Linked DNA regions of Astyanax mexicanus: region 1 is linked to region 2. A link is a contact called in public Hi-C data. All regions are on one chromosome and are shown on one strand. The core of a region is the stretch at or near the end of the contact, and the rest is flanking DNA. Distances in the headings are between cores, read along the strand shown.

Region 1 (6,396 bases), core at 214-2,713, 75 kb after region 2:
CTTATCATGTTTCACTGCAACCCAAGTCCATTTTACACCGGAATTCCCCTTTAAACGCTTATAATAATAATTAATGAGCCTATTTATAGCCTTTATAGCATTTCCTTTTGCCTGGACTAAATAAGAACTAAATTGCCCCCTATTACCTGATGTCCACACACACACACACACAGCTCCTTTTGTTCTCCTCTTTCTTCTAATCACCTTCTCGCACTGCTCTCCTGCTTCAGTCGACTCGCAGCCAGCTGGAACTCTCCAGCAACATCTGGCAACCCTGCAGCATTTGTGCTCGAAAGAAACGCAGCGAAATGTCACCACACACACTTCGCCATGTGTGTGTGCGCGTGCATTAGAATTCTGGTGGCTGCATTTGGGCTCGAGCTTTCATGGTCCGCGGGAGAAGCGAGGGTTTTGCAACGAGGGTGATGCACGACGACACACACACACACACACACACACACACACACACACACACACACACACACACACACACACACACAGGCATGCATGCACACCGCCATGGCAGTCTGGATCATCCCGCCGCCCTGCACGACCACCAGCATCAGCATGGCCCCCTTTACTGAGCTGCGTTAGCGTTGTTAGCTAGGTTACATGTTTTGTATGGTGATGAAAGGTGGCTATATGGGTGTGTTTAGCGGTTTTTTTGTGTACAGCGACACGGGTGGGCTTTATTCTCTCAGTGCAGCTTTTTGGCTTTTATTAGCTAAAAATAAATACCAAATCCGTGCACGAGCTAACTAACTAACCCTATCTGCTATGAACATGCTGCTGCTGCTGCTACAGCAAACATAACCTAGCTTAGATTACTGTGGGGAGAAACGAGAAATTATAAAATATGGGGTTTATTTATAAAGAGGGTTAACAGCAAAAAAAAGAGATAAATATAATAAATTATTAAATATATATTTTTATTTATAAACATCAGAAAATGAGACAGTAAAAATATATTAATTAAAAAAATAAATAAAAAGGTAGGATGACGCTCGTTTTACTGTGAGGTAAAAAAAAAAATAAATAAAAATAAATAAATATATATTACATTAAATTAATTATTTTTCTCAAATATTTTATCAGAAAATATCTCAAAAATAAAATAAAAAAATAATAATAAAAAATAAACGCAAAAAAGAACCCCCCACAAATAAATAAACAATTATTTTATATTACATAAAGTAAAAATGAATAATATATTGTTCTCAAATATATAAATATGTATATTAATAAAAAATAAGACCCCATTGAGATAAATAAAATGTGAATTAAATAATTAATAAAAAAATTATAATTAATTTAAAAAAGCGGGAGTAATAATGTAAAAAAAAGTCATAATAAAGGGGAGTGTCACTCACCCGGTTCCGCTTCACGCGCTCGGTCCCGCGCTCGCGCCGCCGCGCCGTTTCATTCCCAGCCCCGAAAAAACGGACAAACGGAGTTATGAATGAAACTCGGCTCGCCGAGGACACACCCACCGCCGGGGGGCGGGCCGAGCGCGAGGGTCACGTGACGCGGAGAGAGGCGGGGCGAGCGGGATTCCTCGCCATGTGCGTCATCCGGAGCCGGTCACGTGACGGCGTCGTGCAGCGCCGCTCGCTCATTCAGCTCTGCTGCTGCTGGAGGAGGAAAAGATGAACGGGCTGGATTCAGCTCTACTAAATATAGAGCATCTCAAACCTGCAGCGACTCCACACACACACACACCCCTAACACTGCCCTGTTAAATTACAGCACTTTATCACTACCTGAGAAAAGATGGGCTACAATAGTGTAAACACACTGCAGCCCTACATGGAGAATTACCTTCAATATACATTATTTTATACCAGCTTTTTAATATGTTTGATGTTTGGACACAAATATCATTAAATGTCTTTTCTTTCTCTTTCAGATTTTTACATTGTAAATTTATACTTATATAGATTATTATATAGATTCTTCTAAGTAGCACATTTATCTTTAATCTGCACAGATCTGCACACTCTTGGTATTTTAATCTCAGTGTCTTTAGTCACCTGGAATAGTTTTCTCAGAGTCTTGAAGGAGTTCCTGGAGGTGCTGAACAATAGTTGCTGCTTTTTCTTCACACTGTAAAGCTCTAGCTCATCCTTAATCACATCAAATCACAGTTGATTAGGTTGATCAGGTTTAGATCAGGGGACTATTTTTACTGTTTACTACATTATTCCATATGTATCCCTTAAATGTTTTATGTATTTAATATTAATATACAGTTTAGAAAATAAGTTAAATAAAGAAAAAGACAGTGAATAAGAAGGTGTGTCCAAACTTTTGACTGCTACTGTATATTGTCGCTGTTTAATGAAAAACACATATGTCAATTTTTTATTTACTAAATAATTTGAACAGACAGACTATCTCTTACACTGTGTCAAAATTTCTTGGTGGACGTAAAGTTGCTGTTTTGGAGATTCTTCTTTTTCATTGGACAGCGACAATATGTACATATAAAATGACGCATTCCATCAGCAGTGGTAAGTCTTGTTAGGGCCCAGGCACAAATTGACAGGGGTCTCTTCAACTTTCTTTAATCACTATTATGTTAAAAATATGTTGTTCTGACAACAAAAAAACTACATTACTATTATATTTAAAAAACATAATTAAAATATGTTGTTTTACATAATAAAACAGAACAGTCATGAACTTAGGCTGTTTAAAGTGTAATCTTTTTTACTTCTACTGGATGGGCAACAGGGCACCCATATATGGGCAGTCATTAAGAGACGTTATCAAAATTTCTTGATCTTGAGGGCCCTCAATCCTCACAGGCACTCAATCACTTTTTCCTCAAACAAGAAGGACAGTCAAAAGGTCACATTAGTTTCCATCTCCCTCTCTTTTTACACACATCTTCTGTAAAGGGAGTGAGTGGAGTCAGGCGGGACCCTGTTTGAAGGTCAGGTTTTCCTACTGTCATTGGAAATTTTGCACATTGTCAGCCTTTGGGGGCCCCCACTGGCCCCAAGCAGTTGTTTGTCTTGCCTGGTGAGTCATACATTTGTCCACACAGACACATATCATCATAATACATATAATAAAAATATAAATATAATAAAAATTATATGTTTTCTTTCTTCTTGTTGTTATTAACCATACTATCAGTCTCATCAGTCATTATATTAGTATTAGGATGATACTGATTATAGGATATATAATGATTTGAAGAATAATAGTAAAGGTATCAGTAAGTTTTTATTAGTAACAGCAGCAGAATAGTATAGTAGTTTTAGTAGAAGTAGTAGTCATAATACTACTACTAGAATAGTAGCATTAGTAATATTATATATTATCAGAACTAGTAACAGTAATAATTGAAGAAGAATTATTAGCGTATTATTAGTGTTAATAATAGTAGTTGTAGATGTCTTCATAGTGTGTTATTATTATTAGTCATAGAATGAGTAGCTGTAGTACATTTATAAAAATTGTAAGTTAATAATTTAAAAATAATTTTAATCAGAATTATTATAATCACATCTAAATTATTGTTGTTATTATTATTAAAATTATTGTTATTAGTAGTAGTTATAGAATAGTGTGTGTGTGTGTGATAATAGCAGGGGTGTGTGATGTTTGGAGTGACAGTGAGAAATCCTCCAGTCACTCCAGTCTCCCATTATTCACACACTGCGTCACTCAGTACGCAAGCAACCTGAACCTGACAACAAACACACACACACACACACAGAGAGAGCGAGAGAGAGAGAGAGAGAGAGCAGTGGAGAATAGAATAGATAACATGGGTACTGGAGATGAATACAGATGTAGCAGCTCTCCTCCCTGTCCTTCAGTCCTGCAGGATCTGGGGAGTCATTACGTAAGAGGAGGAGAGATCACCCAGACCCCCTGTCTCTCTCTCTTTCTCTCTCTCTCTCTCTTTCTCTGGGGGCTGCAGGGCGCCACCGCATGGCCGATTAGTGTTCTTACAAAAGATGGGACTAAAAACATTTAAACCAAATATGATGTGTTTATAAAACTACTGCAGTATCAATCTGATATGAGTACAGGAGTATTATTTTGTAACTGTATGAGGAATAAGGGAGTGTAGGTCTGTTTTACAGTATTTATATACGGGTGAGAGTGTATGAAGTGAATTGTTATGTAAGTGTTATACAGCAGCACTGTGTAAAGGGGCGCTGCTGCAGTGCTGTAGTACAGTGTGAGTCTGGTCGGTAGGGGTCAGTGTTGCTCTGTTTAAAGACTGGTAGATAGACACTCATTGAGATACTCACTTTACCATTTATCAGTCATCTATATATACAGATACTTTCTTTCTTTCTTTCTTTATTGCTTTTTTTCTCATATCCACACTCATCCACACGTTTTCTTACTTTCTTTCTTCTTTTGTCCCTGTATTTTAATTGTTTCTTGTTTCATCTTCCTTTTCTCACTATATTTTTCCCTTCCTATTCCTTTTTTCTATTATTTTTATTTTACTGTTTCTCTTTATTTAATTCTTTCTTTTCTCTTTCTTCCTTTTTACGCTCTTTTTTACTTTATATTTCATTCATCTCTTTTTTATTGTCTATATATTTAACTGTCTTCCTTTTTTATTTGTTGCGTTATTTTCTTTATTTTCCTTTCTTTACATTTTAAATTATTTTTTCTCACTCTTTCTTTCTTACCTTTTTTCAGTAGTAGTGCACTTCAGTAGTAGTGTAGTTCAGTAGTAGTGTAGGTCAGAAGTAGTGCAGTTCAGTAGAGGTGTAGTTCAGTAGAGGTGTAGTTCAGTAGAGTTGAGGTTCAGTAGAGGTGTAGTTCAGTAGAGTTGAGGTTCAGTAGAGGTGTAGTTCAGTAGAGGTGTAGTTCAGTAGAGGTGTAGTTCAGTAGTAGTGTAGTTCAGTAGTGGTGCAGTTCAGAAGAGGTGTAGGTCAGTAGAGGTGTAGTTCAGTAGAGTTGAGGTTCAGTAGAGGTGTAGTTCAGTAGTAGTGTAGTTCAGTAGAGGTGTAGTTCAGTAGTAGTGTAAATTAGTAGAGGTGTAGGTCAGAAGTAGTGCAGTTCAGTAGAGGTGTAGTTCAGTAGAGGTGTAGTTCAGTAGTAGTGTAGTTTAGTAGAGGTGTAGTTCAGTTGAGGTGTAGTTCAGTAGTAGTGCAGTTCAGTAGTGGTGCAGTTCAGTAGAGGTGTAGGTCAGTAGTAGTGCAGTTCAGTAGAGGTGTAGGTCAGTAGTAGTGCAGTTCAGTAGAGGTGTAGTTCAGTAGTAGTGCAGTTCAGTAGTAGTGCAGTTCAGTAGTAGTGCAGTTCAGTAGTGGTGTAGGTCAGTAGTAGTGCAGTTCAGTAGTAGTGCAGTTCAGTAGTGGTGTAGGTCAGTAGTAGTGCAGTTCAGTAGTAGTGCAGTTCAGTAGTAGTGCAGTTCAGTAGTGGTGTAGGTCAGTAGTAGTGCAGTTCAGTAGAGGTGTAGGTCAGTAGTAGTGCAGTTCAGTAGAGGTGTAGTTCAGTAGTAGTGCAGTTCAGTAGTGGTGCAGTTCAGTAGTGGTGCAGTTCAGTAGAGGTGTAGGTCAGTAGTAGTGCAGTTCAGTAGTGGTGCAGTTCAGTAGAGGTGTAGGTCAGTAGTAGTGTAGTTCAGTAATAGTGCAGTTCAGTAGTAGTGTAGTTCAGTACAGATGTAGTTCAGTAGTAGTGTAGGTCAGTAGTAGTGCAGTTCAGTAGAGGTGTAGTTCAGTACAGATGTAGTTCAGTAGTAGTGTAGTTCAGTAGTAGTGTAATTCAGTAATAGTGCAGTTCAGTAGTAGTGTAGTTCAGTACAGATGTAGTTCAGTAGTAGTGTAGTTCAGTAGTAGTGTAGGTCAGTAGTAGTGTAAATCAGTAGAGGTGTAGTTCAGTAGAGGTGTAGTTCAGTAGTAGTGTAGTTCAGTAGTAGTGTAGGTCAGTAGTAGTGTAAATCAGTAGAGGTGTAGTTCAGTAGTAGTGTAGTTCAGTAATAGTGCAGTTCAGTAGTAGTGTAGTTCAGTACAGATGTAGTTCAGTAGTAGTGTAGTTCAGTAGTAGTGTAATTCAGTAATAGTGCAGTTCAGTAGTAGTGTAGTTCAGTACAGATGTAGTTCAGTAGTAGTGTAGTTCAGTAGTAGTGTAGTTCAGTAGTAGTGTAGGTCAGTAGTAGTGTAAATCAGTAGAGGTGTAGTTCAGTAGAGGTGTAGTTCAGTAGTAGTGTAGTTCAGTAGTAGTGTAGGTCAGTAGTAGTGTAAATCAGTAGAGGTGTAGTTCAGTAGAGGTGTAGTTCAGTAATAGTGCAGTTCAGTAGTAGTGTAGTTCAGTACAGATGTAGTTCAGTAGTAGTGTAGTTCAGGTAGTAGTGTAGTTCAGTAGTAGTGTAGTTCAGTAATAGTGTAGTTCAGGTAGTAGTGTAGTTCAGTAGTAGTG
Region 2 (5,983 bases), core at 546-3,045:
AGAAAAACATGTCCAAGTTGTTTTTTTTATTATTATTATTGAAACAATGCTATCAGAAATGACCATTTTTATCTCAAAATAAACAACTACTAAATAACAGTATAAATGATTTTCATTTAGATATGCATCTTTACTTAAATAAATTAAGTCAATATTTTATTTTTTCTGTTGTTTTTGAAAGGAAGAAGGTAATAATAATGTAATCAGCCATAAATCAGTGCTGATGAATAGTACAACAACACAAGCAGCCACAAGCACACTCACAATTAATGAGATGAGGGACATGTCGCTGCAAGTGTGAACGATGCACGGGCATTCTCAATGCATGCGTGCAGCAGAGTCTATAGTGAACTTGTAAAGTAACATGTATAGTTATATTTTTAATAAATCAGTGATCCAGATCTTTTCCACCAGATTCTGATTCTTTGAAAAAATACATGATTGTCCCCCATTTCTGATTACATATTCAGATTGGGGCCATCCCTAGTTAAATCTAACAATCTGGCTTTGATTAAGCCCATTATTTTAATTACCAATTTCTCAATAATGTTTAAAAGAAGAAATGCCAAAAGAAAATCTCTATTTTTGTTATCTTAAGCTTTTATTTATTTATTTATTTATTTTTAATCTGGTGGCAGTTGTTTTTCGTTGTATAATAAGTGGATCTTTTTTACGTTGAGGTCTCTTCCTTTTTCTATAATGTTGCAAATTTAGAAATAGAAGGTTTAATATGATACTAACAATAGACTTGGATGAGAGCAACAGATTTTTTTTTTCTTTAATAGTAAAATTTTTATATTATATTTTATATTTATATTTTTTGTAACTTTTGTTTTTTGTTTGTTTTTTGTTAACAATTATAATTGTAAAATAATCTTAATCAAGAAAATTTATATTTTACTCTTAGGGTTCAGAATATTCTCTCTCTGAGGCCTTGTTTGTGGTACAGTGTACAGTGTGTACAGTGTACTTTCTCTATCTAATATTCACATAACAGCCATAACATTTAACACCTCTGACTGATAAACTGAATAATATTAAATTATTAACTCATTATATTGGCTTCTGTCGTAGGGGGTGGATACATTTTTATTGCTTAGTGCAGTTAGCAGCTAACGCTAATGCTGCTCCAGCAGTGCTAGCCAGGGTTGTCAGAGGAAACACAAGAGCACAGGTGTGTTAGGCAGACACAATGTTAGTTATAATGTTATGGCTGATAATTGTCACAGTGTACATAGTTCATAATATTTCTTAAATATAAAATTTTACATTAACTGCCAAATGGTACAAACCTAATCATATACTGTATCCTAAAGTCTTTTGGTTCAGTGTTTATGAAAAGATGCACTAAAATGTGACCACTAATATTTAACAATGTGTGATGACCCTAGATCAGCTTTTTCAGCTCTTAAACACACATAATATACACGTGTACCAACCGCTCAGTGACCTTTTAGTCATGGGAGCAAATAATCATAGTTAAGGACAAAGCAGCTTAATGGCTGACATTTGAGCAAAGACGTGTGATCCGCAGAGGGTTAATTTGCTGCTAATTGGTGGCCACACTGCCAAAAGTCCTCCAGAGAAAGAGTCCTTATTTGACCACTTGTGTGAGTCATTTCCATCTTCCCGCTGTAAGCCTTCTGCAAATGCGTCACAAAGTCCAGACACTTCCCTTTCCTCACCCTTTGAAGTCCATTTAAAGTTTGCAGAGTGTTTTTTTGTATTTTTATGTGATGTATTTACCTCTTTACCTGCTCTGTGCTCCAGGCTCTTCACCCGTTTGCGGAGGACGACACGTGCTGGACGAGTCAGGGCTCGCCGGCGTTCCAGCCACCAGAGATCGCCAACGGCCTGGACACCTTTTCAGGGTTTAAAGTGGACATCTGGTCCGCCGGGGTCACACTGTGAGTGCCACACTAATACAAAGAGAGCAGAGACTCTGGTTGTGGGTCTAGATGTAGCTTTACTGTAGATTATAATAGTATAATTATAATAGTAATCTAATGATTAATAATATGAATTTTATAATAGATTAAACAATAAAAATGTATTTAATGGAAAAATAACAGTCCAAAGCTTTTAAACATTTAAAATCTTTATTATTGAAATATCCTTGTTAATAAGGTTAAACAATAAATGTAGTTTTAATAAATGAATGCAGTTATACTTATATAGTGTCTTTCCTAAAACCCAAGTATGCAACACTAACTCATCTAACAATAACTGGTGAGAAGTGGCAGCCAATTACACACAGCATACTCTCAACCAGAAACAAACGTCCACCTGGAGAACTGAGGAGTTGATGCAGCACGGAGTACCAATCCATATCTGTGTACACAGTAGTGGTGGTCGATATGGCCCTAAAATAATATTGCGATATTTCATGGTATTTTCGCAATAGCGATACTCTTGGTAATATGACAAAACATTAAATTAAAACAATTATTTTAATAGTACTCTACTGCAAAAAAAATAAAATAAAATGACATTTTATTACTGCATACAATATATGGCAATAATACAATAATTTTATCAGATTTGTAACAGAAGTCAATGTTGCAGAGTGTCATAATACTGATAAATCAAATATCTCCATATATCCAGGTTTAAAGTAAAATAAATTATATTGGACAGACATAATCTGTCCCTAGTAGAGATATAATGGGAAAAAAGAACAGCGTGAATTTTTCTTTTGCTAAAAACAGCAAATAAGTAGTACCTTGATGTGATAATTATGGGTGGGTGATATGACAAGATATTTCAAGGTTTAATATAACAGTTTAAAGTATCCAATTTACTCAGAAAGGGACTTGAACCCAAGTCCCTCCTGAAAAACGATTGAGCAAAACACAATTTCGCAATGTTCTCTACTTACTGTTTCCATATTTTTTATTAGCAAGAACTTTTGACTCTATACTTCCCTCCGGTCTATATATTGTTTATCATGCATACCAATGTATAGGATTCATACAATTATGTGGACAGTGATGGTTACAACACATGAAACAGATGTGATCTTTATTATACATAAAGGGAGTATAAATTAGCCTTAGAACTGATCTTAGGTCAGTCTCTGCATTTTGAGCAGTTTAGTTTTCATCATGCTCTCTGAGAACAGATAAAATCACAGAACAAGGACAGTGACCTGCAGACGACCCTTGACTAATGCAGCCAAACACTGCAGCACAGGAAACTGTGACTAATGCCACTGCTGATTAACTGTTTTTGTGTTTGTTTTTTTTTGTTTTTTTAGTAAATCATAGAAATTATTAATGGTCTTATTGTGTTAATCAGATTAAATCAGAAGCTTATAGGGAGAATAAAAGCAAATTAAAAGCACACAAATGGTACAAAGCCCTCTTTGTATTGATCTGTAGCAGTAAACCGTCTCTCTGTCTCTCTCTGCAGATACAACATTACGACGAGCCTGTACCCGTTCGAGGGGGATACCATCTATAAGCTATTTGAAAACATTGGCAAGGGAGATTACACTATTCCGGAGGAGTGCGGCCCGCTGCTGACAGACCTGTTGAAAGGTATGCAGGCTGTTCTTATCAGTTCCAGATACATTATTAATGATTCTAGTGTGTTTCAGTTCTACAATTTTATAAAATCTTGTAATTGAGTTTGCAAATTTGGGAAAAGATTTTTTTTTTTCTGGGCTTTTCTTTAAAAAAAACAAACTGTTTTCTCTGCAAATATAACTTTGGGCCTCATTTTCCTCTATATTTATAAAAATGTATGTCTAAAATCTAATGATTTTCTTTCTTTTCTTTTTTTTCCCCCAGTTCAGTTTAGTTTAAAAAAAAAATCCCCAAATTGGAACACATAAATAAATCTAGGAATCTTAGTGAAAACAACATAGGTTTTAAATGGGTTTTAAGAAGAAATTGTCCCTTAATAATTGTGGTAAATAAGACCAATGAGTATGTGTTTTTCCCCTTTTTTATGAAAGCTTTTGTAAATCCAGTCTCTGCTCTTTGAAAATTTATAATACTTTATCCACAGATTAACCATTAGTGAGCCAATTTGACTAATTATGCAGGATTGTTTTTTCTGCCTTTTCTTCTTTTGACTCTTTTAAAGAACAAGCTGTTGTATACACTTTTAAAACGGGTGTAATCAAATCTGAATAGCACACCAGAAACTGCAAATAAAGAATTGTATAAATGCGTAAATATGTAAAAAAAAAAAAAAAAAAATTGGTTTGCTGAATGGCAATATAAAATATTTTTTCCCATAAGACAATAGCAAAAACTAAATATAACAGACACTTCTGAGACAAAACTACATGTATACAGGCATTTAATCATCCAGTGTCATATCCTGTATGTTAGAGTAGCCTAGTACTTCTAGCAGCATTTAATATTATCCACAACTAAAAGGCAAATTAAATTACACAATTAATTATGTTAATTATGAATGACTGATTCTTCAAATAAATATTTTTTAATAAATAAGTAAATAAAAAGCACAATTTGAGTTTTATCTTTTTATTTTCTGGGCTGAAACAGTGTCAGGTCTATTCACATACCTGTGTGAAGGAGCTGATTGGTTCAGGTTAGAGTGGGTCTACATACTGCTCTAAATATCTATGTTGACCTTTAGGTGAAGCTGTGCAGAGAGAAGAGAGGCCAACTGTTAGGGCTAACTGGAACTCAGCATAGTGTATCCCCATGTGAACAGTATTTTCTTAAAAATACATTCTATATCTTGAATGAAAATATATATATCTATTTTTTTTAAAAACTCAACTCATCATCGCCTAGCCCTGGTATAATGTGCTGTATAATTAACATTTGTTAAAAAAATTTATATAAAAGTGGTGAAAGTGCCTATGCTTTTGTATTCAGTCGAGCATCCAGTTCCACTGGTTTGAGAAGTGCTGAACTGGTGCAGGTTTGGAAAACAGTGGGTGCATTTCAATGTTTTGTGCAGCAGGGGGGGCTGTGCCATCACATCTCACCAAGCATGCATGTCCCTCTATGAGTGTTCAGACAGGCTCTAGACCTGCATTAGAGGGTCTTATGGTCATTCCTGCCTGAGATTTAGCTCTAAGGGGATGAAAGCTAAAGCTCAGGAATACTGCAGGAATACCTTGTTTAGAAATGCTGATATCGCTCATGAGGTTTGGAAGCTTTTCTTGCTGTTATTTGTCAGCCATGTTTGGATCATTTCACACACATTTTACCTGATTTCACAGCAAAAAACATGTGGAAATTGGGTCATTGTTGAGTTAGTGATCTTGAAATGTCACCTCAAGGCTTGGGCTGGCTTGGAAAAACCCCACACCTGTATAAGTTCTGAGGTGTTTTCTTGTATTTGATAATGGTGATATTGGCTGTTGTGTTAATGTGTATGTTATTTTACATGTATAACAGTAAACAGTATTTTAGCCAATCCTGCTTCAAAAACTGATCAATGCTTCAATAACCGTGACTCCATACACATAGTGTAAAGTGCAATAAATGAAGAAATAAGTATATCATTCCCAAACTATGATTAATTCAAGTTTTATTGTCTTTAAAAGGGTATGATTGCTTTTTAAGTTATTCTGTTATCATTAAATCAGTGGCAATAGTCTTAAAATAACGAATAATGTGTATCACAATAATTCTCTATCTCTCGTTCTAGCTCTCTCTATAGGTCTCTCTCTATGGCTCTCTCTATAGGTCTCTCTCTATGGCTCTCTCTATAGGTCTCTCTATATAGCTCTCTCTATGGCTCTCTCTATAGGTCTCTCTATATAGCTCTCTCTATAGGTCTCTCTCTTTAGCTCTCTCTTTTGCTCTCTCTATAGGTCTTACTCAATAGCTCTCTCTATAGGTCTTACTCTATAGGTATTACTCTATAGCTCTCTCTATAGGTCTTACTCTATAGCTCTCTCTGTCTTTCTCACTCTCAATCTTTCTCTCTCTATAGCTCTCTATAGGTCTCTCTTTATAGCTCTCTCTATAGGTCTCTCTCTTTAGATCTCTCT

What was found. Hi-C and Micro-C count contacts between places; a contact is called where the count stands out from the background.
Region 1: a Hi-C map of muscle shows a contact between it and region 2, with 14 times the contacts expected there. The contact joins the promoter of LOC103031053 here to the enhancer-like site in region 2. A contact is called at or near these places in 2 of 3 Hi-C or Micro-C datasets (both in muscle).

Annotation. Positions count from the first base shown.
Region 1 is chr4:47,752,651-47,759,046 of AstMex3_surface, forward strand. It overlaps LOC103031053 (voltage-dependent calcium channel beta subunit-associated regulatory protein), which reads right to left and starts at 1,464. Exons shown (of 10, transcript XM_022678921.2): 1 at 1,371-1,464.
Region 2 is chr4:47,677,461-47,683,443 of AstMex3_surface, forward strand. It overlaps stk11 (serine/threonine kinase 11), which reads left to right. Exons shown (of 11, transcript XM_022678922.2): 6 at 1,771-1,907; 7 at 3,412-3,539. Among protein-coding and RNA genes, the nearest start is that of stk11, 22 kb to the left of the region's middle. Within about 2 kb of position 1,796, the one cell type or tissue checked has an H3K27ac peak away from gene starts, as active enhancers do.